Regions from separate parts of the Eptesicus fuscus genome. Here region 2 is linked to region 1. A link is a contact called in public Hi-C data. All regions are on one chromosome and are shown on one strand. The core of a region is the stretch at or near the end of the contact, and the rest is flanking DNA. Distances in the headings are between cores, read along the strand shown.

Evidence for each region. Hi-C and Micro-C count contacts between places; a contact is called where the count stands out from the background.
Region 2: a Hi-C map of liver shows a contact between it and region 1, with 4 times the contacts expected there. The contact joins the promoter of TBC1D2 here to the promoter of NANS in region 1. A contact is called at or near these places in 2 of 2 Hi-C or Micro-C datasets (liver and muscle).

Annotation. Positions count from the first base shown.
Region 1 is chr15:52,807,477-52,814,682 of DD_ASM_mEF_20220401, reverse strand. NANS (N-acetylneuraminate synthase) reads right to left here and starts at 2,921. Exons shown (of 6, transcript XM_008141868.3): 1 at 2,669-2,921. The coding sequence starts at 2,800.
Region 2 is chr15:52,951,176-52,958,381 of DD_ASM_mEF_20220401, reverse strand. TBC1D2 (TBC1 domain family member 2) reads left to right here and starts at 3,789. Exons shown (of 14, transcript XM_008142139.3): 1 at 3,789-3,965; 2 at 4,278-4,709. The coding sequence starts at 4,341.

The sequences.
Region 1 (7,206 bases), core at 1,672-4,171:
AAGGAAGATTTTAAGTTGTGCAACTCAGCAGAAGATAGTAAAATGAGCACTGGACCAGAATTTTGGAGAAGAAAAATCAGAACCTGACCCTAACTCTTGGATAAGTCCCATCTCTGGACTCAGTTTCTCTATCTATATCAGTAACTGCTTTGGGCTAGCTCTAGAGCCTGTACCTTTTCTGAGGAGCCCCTTATGGGGGTGGGAAATAAGGGAACTACTCTGCTTTTAGCCCTTTTGCACTTGTACAGAAAAGCATGACAAGAGATTCTGGGGCAAGAAGCAAACAAAATGTATACATGCCCCAGCCTAACTGAACAGAAGCTATAATATGAAAGCGGGATTGTCTGGCTATAAAATTCCATTGCCAGCCAGCATCCAACCTTCAAAATTGCCTTTAAAAACCACTCAACAGAAATATTAAGGAAACCCTCTAAAGAGTCAGCTTACTGACATTTCTGTAGCAACAGAGGTATTCATTGCTGTTGAAAACCTTGGCTCCAAAAATGTCTGTGCTAAGAGTGCTGCTCCCACTCCTGGAAAAAAATCACAAGACAGCACAGTCAGGACATGACACTGGGAAGAAGTTCAGAGAACATTCGAACTGAAAGCGATGTAGGGCAACACAGTTCCCTTTGTCTAGATGAAGATCCCAAGGCCCAGAGTGACCTGACCAAAGTTGCACAATGAGTCTCCGGCACAGCTGGTCAGATCACTTTCCTAAAGGCTGCAGACCATGTGTGTGCTGGCTCAGGACTGCAGCCTGGATCTCTGCTACACTCAGGCCTCCAGCAAGCTAATGAGGAGGTCTTCACACAGTGTCACTCAGGCTCCCTTTGCTTCTCACATCTATCTCAAGAAGTGGACTTTCAATCAAGAAGTTAAAAGGTAGGGGGGTGAGAGCATGTGCTGGGGGGTGGGAGCGACCAGGGAGAGGTCAATGAGAAAAAGGAGAGTTATGTAATACTTTAAACAATAAAGAATTTAAATTTGAAAAAAAAAAAAAAAGTTAAAACGCTTGTTTCCATCTGAGCAAACCTTCCCTTTATAGGAAGATGATAAAAGCAAAGTAGCACAGTCCTGGCCAGTGTTGCCCACTGGTTAGTGTCGGCCTGTGAACCGAAGGGTCTTGGGTTTTGATTCCTGGTCAAGGGCACATACCTCGGTTGCAGGTTCAATCCCCAGCCCAGATGGCGTATGTGCGAGAGGCAACCAAGTAATGTCTCTCTCACATCAGTGTTTCTCCCTCTCTCTCTCTCTCAATCTCTTCCTTCTCATCCCTCCCTCCCTTCCTCTCTCTCTGAAAAGCAATGGAAAAAATATCCTGGGGTGAGGATTAACAAAAACAGCAATAACAAAAAAGTGAAGTAGCAGAAACTACATTCCACATGACAGCATTGGTACCAGAACAGGTTCCTCTTTTCTCAGCTTCTTTCCTAAAAATGAGTGATTTCCTTATGTTTGATGCTTTGATAAACTCCATGTTCAGAAAACACAATCGCTGTCAGTTTTACCGTAAGACTGATGGTTTCTCTGTCCAGCGTTTTACTGCTTCTCTACTGGCAGGAAACAAGCAGCAGGGCACCAGGAGGAACCAAGGGGTGATGCTCCATTTGCATCAAAATTTTAAAGTGAAAACAAACTCACCCTTTAATACTGCAAACACACTCCTTGTGTGAGCAAGCTGCTCAATTATTAACATCATGATGATGACTGAGGCATAAGGAACATGATTCTCTTATCTTAACTTCCCTGGTAGCTTAAAATGTTTAACTCTCCAGTTCTGCACCATTATCTACAGATACATCAGTTGATTGTGTGTCAATGCCTGAACATACATCAGACATGACTATTCCCTAAAGGACTTAGGACATGACCAGGCTACCTGGCATCCATCATCCAGACCACCTGACATCCAATTGCTAATGGGCCAACCAAAAATGCAGAACTGATTATTCTCAAGGATATGACTTTATTATAAAAACTTGTAACTTTCCTTTCTTCTTCAGAACACTTCTGGGTTTTTGCCTAATTGTGTTCCCAAACTCTTAAGACCCTTGAATAAATCTTCGTCATTTTTTCTAGCCAAAGCCTCCTGACTCTTTTTTAATAAGTTGGATAAAGCGTCCCATCTACCCAAGGTCAGTGGGGAGCCACTGAAGGTGTCAGCAGGGGTGCGACCTGATCAAATCTGTGCTTTAGAAAGACCACTCCGCCCCCAGGAGGGGGAGAGGGAAGTCACGTTAGGAGGATCAGGGTGGAGCAAGGACGAAGAGGATTAGAAAGATTAAAAAATGGCCTGTGAACCACGAGGTTAGGGTTCGATTCCCAGTCAGGGCACATGTCCGGGTTGCGGGTTCGATCCCCAGTCTGGGACGTAGGAAGCAGCCAATCAATGATTCTCTCTCATCACTGATGTCTCTCTATCTCTCCCTCTCTCCCTCCCCTTCCTCTCTGAAATCAATAAAGACATATATTTTTTAAAAGAATTCAAAAATGGATCTCGCAACCAGGACCTCAGGGGCGATGCAGGGCAAGAGGCAGAGAAAGGTAGACCCGGCTCCCCGCGACCCCTCCCCTTTCCAGAGCCCCTCCTAGGCCGGATCCCCCCCCCCCCCTCCCGGATCGCCCGCCCCTTCTGGCACCCGCTCGTTGGGAGCGCTCCCCTCACCTTGGCCACGCGGATCATGCGCTTGGCCACATCCAGGTCGCCCTGGTGGTTCTGGCCGATCTCGGCAATGATGAAGCACGGGTGCTGCCCGCCCACCCAGCGCCCGGGACACAGCTCCAGCTCCAGCGGCATCGCTGCTGCTCCCGCTTCGCCGCTGCTCCGCCGCTGGGTTTCGGGCCGCGCCGGCTTCAAGTCCCTTCAGCCTGCAGCACCGGGACCCACCCGTAGACCCCGCCACGTCAGCCCGCGTCCGCTGCGCAGCCAATCCCCGGGCTCCGCCAGCCAATCGGAGCAGGGGGCGGAGCTACCCGCCAGGGGGCGGTGCCGCGGGGAACCGGAAGCCCGGCTCCCTGCTTGTGGGCTGGGCGTTTGGAGCCCGGCTGGGTGGCGCGGTCCCTGGCGGTCGCGGGGTCCCTACGAGGACAGGTGAGCAAACAGCGTCGGAAGGAGGCTGCCGGCCGCTCGCAGGGCGTGGTCTAGGCCCAGCTCCCGAGGGCGTGGGGAGAGAGCGTGCCCTACGGTGTAATGGAGAAAACGGATTCTGGATTTAGAGTTCCAGTGCTGGTTGGAGCCCAGCCCCTGCTGCTAACCAGCTCTTGATTAGACCTGTGATAATCCTTCGTGAGATGATGTCTGGAAAACCCTGGTCACAGTTCTTACTTGGGCTTTCCGAATATGTGAGAGGCAACAGGTTCAAAAAGTTCCGCTGCCTTGTCCAAAGTCATTCAGAAAGCCAGAACGGAGCTGGGACTAGGACCCTGGGCTGCTTCTCAGCCTAGGTACCCAACTCTAAAAAATAACATTCTCAGCTCGACTTACCAGAACTGATGATCAAAGTAACAATGATAACAGAAAGGAGAAGAGGGTGGAAGATGAGAAGGGCAGGTTTCGGACACATGGATATAAAGATGCAGGTGACTCTTGTCCACCAGGCAGGAGGAAAGGCAGGTCTGAAGTTCGGAGGAGAGGTCCTGGAGGGAGAGAGATCTGGGGCCATCCTGAGTGAGGAAAAGACCGCGGTTCGATTAGACTGCTGAAGGAGCGTGTGCCCAGGGATGAGCAGTGTGGAGGAATGAGCCCTGTGCGGCTGCTCTGGAAGGAATGGAGAAAGGGACCAGAAGCAGGTGACACTGTGTCCTGTAGAGGGGGGGCGGGGGGGAGGGGAATCACAGGGTCAAAGGCCCAGAAGAATGAGGAGCAAGAACTTGGGGACTTGGGAGGAAGGGGGCGACTGTTCACAGCATATCTGGTGGCTAGGGGGAGGGGAGGAAATAAAAGGGTGAAAATAAACGTTTTCTTGGGAGAGTCAGTTATTAAAAACAGATGAAAAATGGCTCCTGGAGTAGAGGGGTCCCAGAGTTGAGGGGTTCTGAAGGGCGTGTTTGGAGGCCAGGAGGAAGCCACCGAAGGAAAGGAGATTGCAGCAGAGTCCATTCATGTGTGATGTGTGGGTGTGCTTGACTGTGACATGTGCTGTATGTCTTTCAAGTCTAAATGGCCTTTCACACCTGGCTGAGGCTGACCAACAGACGCTGGTTACAGAGAAAATGAAATCCAAAAATAAAATAACTCAGTCACTTTGGGCTAAAGAAGTCATTATGGTTTTGCTTAGTTTATGAATAAGTGGAAATTAATTTAAAGGGGGAAAGGGAGAGATTATGTTTTAAAGTAGTGATCGCACAAGAGCGAGTTAGGCTGATGTTCTTTGTGATTAAATAAGAGCTTTCAGTATATTCAAGTAGTACTACAGTACCTTACTATAATGAGGAAAGGATGCAATTTTCATTCCTCTCTTGTTCTTTTTTAAATTTCTGGTACTTTCTGTTGCTTTTGCTGCTTGGATAATGAATCACTGGCTTGCTGTCATCCTAAGGATAAAGCTTAAAATCCTTAGGATGGCTTACCAAGCCCAACTTAACCTCTCTAGGTTTACCCCTTTCACCTCCGAGCTTGGGCACAAGCTGTTTCCAGAGCCTGCACGCTCCCCACTCCTCTACTCCACCATACGGAGCCAGGCTTGGCCATCTTCTGCAGGTCCTTCAGCCTCGAAGTCACTTCTTCTGATCTCTCCAACAACCTTCTCTAGGCTGCCATAGGACCTTCTTCACCCAGTTATTACCCTTTATGGTAACTGCCATAGTGCCCTCTAGACTGCGAGCTCCTTTAAGTCAGGAACCATCTGGAGCACCTGCTCAGCACTAAACCCAGAGCAAAGCCCTAGCAGCACAATGATGAACAGGACAGACCAGGCCTCTGCCTCTTATGTTGCTGAGAGCCTTGTGTTATGACTGTCCTTCCGGCCAGGAGCTCCTTGAGAGCAGGGTCTGGACTGTTTCCTATTGTATCCTGCATACCAACCACAGGATTTCTTAACTTAGTAGGTACCAATGAACATTTCCTGAATGAGCGAGTGCAGAAAAGAAAAGATGACAATGGAGACTGAGGCATAACTGACTTCATGTTTACCCCCAGGCACATTTAGCCTCTTAGGGGAACATAACTGTTCCCTACAGTCAGCTTTCTGGAAAATTTCTGAGGAAGTGAAGTATTGATCCACCCAAGCTCCCCAACCTGAGTGGTAGTTGTATTTATAGAGTGCTCACTGTTTGCTCAATCCCTAAGCATTTCATGGTTCCAACTCTGAAAACTAACTCTGTTCTCTCTGTCCTGAACCTCTGGAAACAGGGTCTTGTTAGTCTAGACTGAGGAGGAAGAAACAGGTTCACTAGCTTCCTCATCAGTCTGCAGCCAGGAGCCAGAGGGCATAAGGAGGCACAGTGGGCAAAGAAGAGAAACTTGGGACTCAGGCAGAGATGGGTGGGAATCCAGGCCAGGCCCACCATTTACAGGACTTTGAGTAAGGCACTTCACCTCTAAATCCCTCAGTTCCCACATCTCTAAAATGGGGATTATAGTGTATTATTTCACAAGGGTGGGGGACAGATAGTTTGAGGATTAAAAAAGAATCCTCTTAAATGGCCATCTGCTCCTTCCTGACTTGAAATAGAAGTGCCCCCTAGTGGCTGATACACATCCTGCTCATGCTAAAACGAGACTAATGCTACCTACCAGAAGACTGACTAGTGTGATTGGTAAAACCAGTATTTTAGTATTCCTACTGCAGTTTTTGGAAAACACCTCATTCCCTGTCAGTTCTGGGGGTGCAGCCCTCGTCCAGCCTTTTCCCGATAACTGTCGCCGCCTCCTCTCTGGTTTCCTGCTACAGGTCAACCGTTCTACTATATTGAGCCCAAAGCACAGCTGACATTTTCCACCAGCCCAAACCCTTACCTGTTCCTTGGGAAGGTGCTGGGGTAACTGGGAGTAACAGCACGAGTAACTACCAGCATCCCTGATGCTGGTTAGAACTTGGAGTGTACCCCATTCAGATTTATACAACTGGAACAGAGCTGCAAGCTCACTTAGCTTGGGCCCTGTATTTTCAGTTGAGGGAATGAAGGCTCACAGAAGGAAAAGTGACTCGGAAAGGTCACATCCAGCTAGTAGCCAGGCTGGGGCTCGAACAGGTCTTTGGATTCTGTTAGAAGTCTCCTTCACAACTCCACTCTTGCTTTCTCAGAGTGGGGTGGGAAGGTGAACACACACACACACACACACACACACACACACACACCAAACCCCAAACCCCTCCTGGCCTGGGGCCAAGCCCCTGGATCAGAGTCACTCTTAGGGTCATTTTCTTTTCCCTGTGCCCTCCCCAACACTGCTGGGACAAGTTATAAAGTACATGCTCAGAGATTATGAAGCTGACCTAATTGGCTCTGGGGAGAACTTCTACACTTGCTGTAATCTTGGTGGTTTTCCTACAGAGCAACTGTTTGGCTGGCTGGAGCCTAAGTGGGCTGGTAACTTGACTCCCTTTTCAAACTGTCATCACAGTGGCATCAACACCCTTATTAAAATTGATGTCAGCACAACCTGACAGGGCTGGAGAAGAGGGAAGGTCATAGCCTAAGGGTAGGAGCTTTGTGGTTCTGCCTCACCTTTCTCTGGTAGTAGGGTCGTGTACCCCAAACAGAAATGCCAGAAATACAAAGGAGTGACTCTGCTGTACTATGCTCACGTGTAAGGTAGGGATCCTGGTGATGGGGGTGGGGGACTAGCCTCTTACACAAATGTCCGCATTTCCATGAGAAATGTCAGTCACTCCTCTGAGTCCCGGATTCCTGTAGGAGTGAATTCAAGGTAAGAGCACCAAGTTGAAAACAGGGCCACGTAGTTTCCAACCTAGGTCCTTTCACTACCTCACCAGGTGAGCCAGCTGTTGTCCCTCTCCAGTGCCTCAGTTTCTCCATCTCTACAATGAGCAATGGTTCCAAGGCTTTTATTATTAAAGAACAGGTAAGGGCTGGTGGAAAATGTCACAGGGGCAGAGCAGTTGCTCTAGCTGGGGGCAAGGTTATGTGTGAAAGAGATGCCTCTACTTACCACAAAGGACCAAGTCAGGACTAGCCCATCACAGCTCCCAACCTGCTCAGATATTTTATGACTCAAATATTTGCTGCAAAAGCTGGAGT
Region 2 (7,206 bases), core at 2,540-5,039, 140 kb before region 1:
CTGGCCTGATTCCTGGTCAGGGCTCATGCAGGAGGCAACCAGTCAATGGGTTTCTCTCACATTGATGTTTCTCTCTGTCTTTCCCTCTCTCCTCCACTCTCCCTAAATATCAATGGAAAATTATCTTTGGGTGAGGATTAACAACAGAAAAAATTTATTTGAGCTGTACACTTATGATATGTGATTATATGTGTATAGTAACACACACACACACACACACACACATATATATAGTCACACACATATGTATATTTTATATATAATACTAGTGTCCCAGTGCACAGACTCGTGCACATTGAAAGGAAATTAATTAGAAAGTGGCCAGTGGGGTGGGACTGGGCAAGATGGGGCCGGACATGCCCTAGAGCCAACCTCCTGCAGTCCCTTCCCGGCCAGCTGCACCTGGGGCAGCGCTGTGGCTCGAAGGGCATCTGTGGTCACCACAGCTCAGAAGTAAATCAGATTCGGGGCCAACAGTGCCCCAGCAACAACATAACCCATGGCCGAAGGTGGAATCACACAGCCCCGCAAGGAATCGGGCTCACTCCTCTCTGGTTCTGGGGTGCATCACCTGAGAACCGCTGCTGCCAAGTCACCGCAGCTCAGCAGCTCCTGCATTGAGCATCTGCCCTCTGGTGGTCAATGCGCATCATACCTACTGGCCAGTCAAATGGTCGGATGGTTGGTCGGTCACTTAGCCTTTTATACATAGATATACATATAAAAATATAAATATGTATGTGTTACATATACATATTTCTATAAAAATCATACATGTATATAAAGAAAATCACACATCGTTTATTATATACCTCAATAAAATATGCCTTTTCCTGGGCTGTAAAAAAAAATCCATTAGAGTCTATGAAGATTCTGCAGCATAAAGACAAACAGCACACAACAAGCTGAGACTGAACATACTTTGGGAAAAGATTTTCTGCAGGAAACAGAAGTAAATGCCAAATCTCATCTGCATCTGCTCTAGTCTCGAGAAAAATTAGTAAAACCTCATTTCCATGAGACAAAAGATTTTATAGATAAATTGATGAGACAATTTATGAAAAGAAAAAAAATGAAAAGTAAAAAAGAAAAGGTAGGGAAGAAAGGAGGGAGGAGGGATGGAGGAAAATTTCTAGGATGGAGGTAGTGTCAAATTTAACTCCTTCCCTCTCCCAGTTTCTTGCTGCAAATAACCTCTCCACCCCAATAGGGGAGGATCTTCATACCATCTTCCCCACTACCCATCCCCACCAAGGGTAACTACATGCCAAGCATGTGTTATAGTGTTTAGTTATAGAACTTTAAGTAAAAATAGGAGAGTTTAGAAAATGATCTGGTACAAATGAATCCTGGGAGGTCCCTACCAGCTCAAAGACCTTAGGATTCCTAGAACTCATGCTAATCCTAGTAGCTAACACTTGCCAAATGCTTTCTACGGGCCAGACACTGTGTAAGCACTTTATGTGGTTTATCTCACATAATCATGTAGTAACACTACTTGGTAGGTACTATAATTATCCTGTCATACAGATGAAGAAACTCAGGCGGAGAGGCTAAGTAACTATGTCCAAGGTCAGACATCTGTGATTATAGAGCCAGAATTCAAATACAGACAGTCTAACTCTGGAGACACTAGAGAAGAAGTGATGAAGGTACCACCAAGATTTGATATTTAATTTCCCATGAGAACTTTCTCTTCCCACCCATTAAATGACACTCCTGCATTTCTTACCAAGCATACCAAGAACATAAAACTTGGAAATCTAGGTGTTTTTTTTTTTATTTCTCTGGCTTATATACTTGTGAAAATTAAACTAAAAAAAAAAATTCTCTCATGTTATTTGGTTCTTTAAAATAAAATAAAAAATTTAAAAGCAAGTTTCCCTGGAACTAAAGTTCCTTTTGTATAATCTGGTTTACATTCAGAATTTGAAATGGGATATAAAATAGAACAGTCTTCAATGTCTGCACTGTCAGGTCATCTCTTTCAAGATTCTATAACTACTAGTAAGTGCTGTAAAACATGTGCTTGATGTGTAGAACTGAATTTCCATGAGGCTCAGTCATGCAAAATTGGACTGATGGAGTAGACATTTGTTCCAGTGATCCTGCCAAGTAGCTGGGGAGCCAATTTTGACCTTGAGTGTCATGTTAAATTGCAAAATTAAACGTTGTTTATCTGTTTGCCTGATTAAATATTTTATAGGAAAACTGCCAATGAGAACCATTTTTGCAAATGGCTTGTCAGTTTAAATGAACCTAATTCCTTTAAACATTATCTATTTGAAAATCATGTGTCAATTAAACATGAATCCTTGGGTTTTATCAATTGAAAATGATACTACTCAAAAATAGGTATGTTAGAAAGTATATCATGATGTTTTGTTCACCAGAAAGCCTAACATTTTAAAACATATTTTCAATGAGACTGTACTCTTTCCTTCATAAGAGAACTAAAACTATCCCATAGAAAGAGGAGAAAGAAATCGACATGGAAAACACCTACATGCACTGATGTTCATTAGTGCATGTAATAAACCCTTATTGAACATGAAGAAACACATGCTTTTGTTGATAACCTGTTTCTCTTGCCTTCACTAAATAAGTGGGTTGAAGGTCTATGCAAAATACGTTGTTTTTAAGGAGTCAGATTATTAACCTGCCTGTTTGGGTTATGTTGTGTGAGGGTTATTCCTGAGTGCCTCTTTTAAGCCCTCTGACAAAAAAACTTGGGGACACCTAATGCAGACAGGGGCAGTACACCACAAAGGCCACAAGGTGTCACTTCGGGACAACCTCTTGCTCTGCAGCTTAACAATATCCTCCAAGGAGGGGCGGGATATTGACTATATTTTGATAAAATTACCAGAAGTGTATCCATTAGGATATACAGCAATTAATGCATTTAGATCAACAGGAGTTCCCCTCTAATGTCCCTAAAACTCAAATATTACACATCATTTTTCCAACCTTACTGTCATAAACATACCCTATTTTTAGCTAAATAAGTTTTGCGGAAATAGTTTTGTGGCCTGTTTTTTCAACCTAATATTTTCTGTAGAAGTCCATATCCTTCTGCAAAAAGTATCCAATCAGTTACTTAACCAATTTCGTATTTTGGGTCATTTATATTCCTTCCAGTTTTTTTTTTTTTTTAATGTATTTTATTGATTTTTTTACAGAGAGGAAGGGAGAGGGATAGAGGGAAACATCGATGAGAGAGAAACATCAATCAGCTGCCTCTTGCACAACCCCTACCGGGGATGTGCCCGCAACCAAGGTACATGCCCTTGACTGGAATCTAACCTGGGACCCTTGAGTCCGCAGGCCGACGCTCTATCCACTGAGCCAAACCAGTCAGGGCCATTCCTTCCAGTTTTTTGAAATAATAAGTAATGCTATATCGAACATATTTGTCAGCTAAAGGGAGAGAAGGGGCTAAGAAAGGGCTAGAGGGGTGGACAGAAATGGGCTCCAGAGCCCAAATGGAAGATTGCGCCCTAGACTGGAAGGAAGGGGAGAGTTGGGGGCGAGAGACTAGAAGAGGCAGGAAGTTGAGCGAGTTGGGGCCTAGGTAGAGTTACTCTTTATTAGTTGGTACAAAATTTACTGAGCCCAACCCCGCCCAGCAGTGCAGCAGCAGCAGCCTGGGCGCCCCATATCATGCAACCGGCGCCGGAAGGTGGTGAGCTGGAGCTGGGACAGAGGCGGGGGAGGCCGCCGCGGCCGGCTGAGAGCCACGAAGGCGCAGAACTAAAGCAAAGAGAAAAGTTGGCGGCCGAACCCACGAGCCCCTCACGCCCCGCAACACCGGAAGTGGTGCCACCGAGCCCGGCGTCTCTCTCAGCCAATGGGCGCGTGATGCGCCGTCCGGCGGAGACCCGCGCGGCCCCTGGGGAGAAAAGGCGGCGGCCCCTCGGCGTGAGGACCTTTCCTTCGACATTACTACGCGAGTTACCAGGACGGTAAGGTCCGTGACAGGCGTCCCTTCCCGTTCCTCTCCCGCCCGTTAACCTAGCTCAGAGACACCACGCCTCCAGCCAGAGGCCCGCCTCACGCCCCGCACCTGCCCCCAGTTAAGAGGACTGACTGGCGGGTACCAAACCCGGAAGTGGGCGGGGCAGGAGGAGCCTGCGGGGGCGTGTCGATGGGCGTGGTTAGGTTTCCGAGGGGCGGGCGGGGCGTGGCCCGCCACCCTCCTGGGCTTTTGGTCGGTGAGGCTCGCTCCCCGCTGCGGGTCACCACTGGGCCCGCCCTCGCGCCCACGTCGCCCTCAGAGCCTCCGAGATTCGTCCGGAGTCGGGCTGCGGACCTCCTCACCCTGCGCGGTCCGAGCGGCGATGGAGGGCGCCCCGGAGAAACCCCCGGAGCCTAGTTCCGCTGCCCTCAGGTCCGGAGAGCCTGTGGCCAGGGGCCCCGAGGGGCTGCCTCCCGAGGAGTCCGAGGGCTGCGCCCGGCCCCTGGAGACGGTCCCCAGGAAACTCTGTGGATACTTAAGTAAGTTTGGCGGCAAGGGGCCCATCCGGGGCTGGAAATCTCGCTGGTTCTTCTACGACGAGAGGAAATGCCACCTGTATTATTCGCGGACCGCGCAGGATGCCAATCCCTTGGACAGCATCGACCTCTCCAGTGCGGTCTTTGACTGCAAGGCGGACGCCGAGGAGGGAACTTTCGAAATCAAGACTCCCAGCCGGATTATTACCCTGAAGGTAAATGGACTGATTTACCCCCCTTGTAAGCAGGGATGAGTTCCTGGGGCACGGTGGGTGGTCACAGTCAATTTACCGGGAAAATGATCACCGATCCTGATGGCCCAGTGAGCCCTGGGTGCCCGGGCTTTTGTGATTTTCGGAAGCGCATTCACGCCCAATTCCTCACGGGGTTCCCACAACAAAGGCAGGAGTGTCGGGTCCGTAGTTCGGATCAGGAAACTGAGTCAGAGAGATGAAGTGGCTGGCCCCACCTCAGGCACCCAGAGGGCGGTGTATGTAGCCCATTCTTGGGATCTCATAGTCTTACCTCCTCTCAGGACCGCATCCGAACTTGGGGGTGTGCCTGACAAGGCAGTTACCTTAACTTTCTTACTTGGGGCTGACGTATAGTCAAGATGGGAGTTTGCAATCCTCCCTCGAGACCTAGATTCTAAATCACTTTTCTTGATGTTCTGGCCCAAAGGAATGGATGCTGAGAAAATGTTGGCAGGGATTGGGAGGTAAACATTGAGGTTTCACTGATCAGCTTAGACTATTCATCGGGGCAAATCCAAACCTGCTTTCCCTATCAGTAGGTTTTGTTTAATCTTGTTTGACTGAGAGAGCCTGAAACGTGGAAAGGCCATGTGCTTTGAAATCAGACAGGATTGGATTCAAATTCTACGTCAGCTACTTACTAGCTGTATGACCCTGGGCAAGTCACTTAACCTCCCGGAATGTAGGTAGTTTGTGAGTTTTAAAACAAGATATGTAAGCGTCTGGAACAGCAAATTGTTGAAATACTCCCAGCACCTAGAATACAACCTGGTACCTGGTGGGTGCTCAGTAAATGTTGGTTGAGTGAACACACATCGTGGTGGAGCCAAGAGGAGGTGCCCCAGAACTTAATTGGAAAGACCGATCTGCACTTTGAAATAAGAGTTCCAGGATCCACACTCTGAACTAAGAATGTGTCAGGAGACAGCCTTCCCACCCCATCCCATCTTCCCAGCCCTCCACCCTTACCTCCAGCCAATTGGGCATCTATTGAGGCCCCTGAATGCAGCCCACAGCTTCAGCTCTCCTTTACAACCAGACCAGCATGGGGAGATCAGATAAAATAATGGAAACCAGGAATTCCAGGCCAGGCAAGGCAGGCATTTCACAGGTCATGTGGTTTACAGGTGTCTCCTCCCACAGGTTGAATGCTGTCTGCAGGGTCTCCAACACATGGCTTTTACTATTCCATGGATCTGTGTTCATGCCTGGCTCTGTGCTAGGCACTGGGTATGGAGCCAAATTACACCTATCCCCTGATGCTCAAACAGCTTCAGATTTGGTGAGAGAGACTGACAGGGAGATTGGCACGCACAGTAAAATGTTCTGTTAGAGACGCAGGAAGTCTGTACCAGAAAAGTGTGGTGACAGGATGGGTCAGTTCCACTGAGTGGGAGGGTCCATCCAGAAAGGACATCATAGAAGGGCTGATATCTGAATCCTGAAAGAGAACATCAGTTTTCTACCAGCAGACAAGAGGGAGAATATTATTCCAGGTCAAGAGACCCCCATGAACAAAGATGGGAAATCATGTTACCACCCAGTGTCCAGGCAAGTTGAGGGACCCAAAAGATGGAATGGGAGAACAGAGGCCCACGGGGGAGGGCAGGGCATTATGAGTGATAACAAGATGTGTGGGCTTTGTCCTGGGGGCTGTGGGAAATTGTCAAAGAGCTTTAAGCAAGGAAGCACCGTGATAGTAGAATGCTCAGAAAGCTCAGTCTGGCTATGGGGTAGAGAACAAATTAGGAGAAGGCAAGGCTGGTGGTCAGGGAGTCCATCAGGAGGTGATCAGGAGAAAATGATGGCTGAGCCAGAGCAGTGACAGAGCGAGACGGTGGCTAGGGATGTGAGGCAGGAAGAATGTGAGAGAGGAGTCAGGGATGGCTCCTGTAACTGGCTGACTGCCTGGTTGGTCCAGTCACTGATAGGAGTTGAACCCAGGATGAGGGGACAGTAGGACATCGGGTGTATGTCTTCCTCAGTAGACTCTTAAGTTCTAAGAGGACAGAGGCATGTGTGTTGGCTCACCACAGAATCTCCAGTGCCTCCCTCAGTCCCTGACACAGATAGCAGGTGCTCAATATATACTTGTCCAGTGATTTAATAAAATGGGTTTGGTTTGGGGCTGGACCTTGTCGGTACAAGGTCATGGTGAAGCCATGGGAAGACCTGCAGTCTCTCAGGAAAAGTGTATAGAAAGGGAAGACTGGTGGGCATCATTTTATCTTATTTGATATCTTTACAACAGACCAGGAGCCTCTTCTTGGAGCCCCCTGGCCTCATGCACACCTCACCTGTGAGCCTCTTAAAAGGAGGAGCTTGCCCTGGTTGCCTGTAGCCTCCTGCTTTCCTCATGTGGCCTGGATTGTGAGCAGCTCTGTGAGACTCAACATCCACTCCGAGCGAGCTGCCCAGCTTCTGTGCCCAATCAATCACAGGCCTTTGCTACATAAGC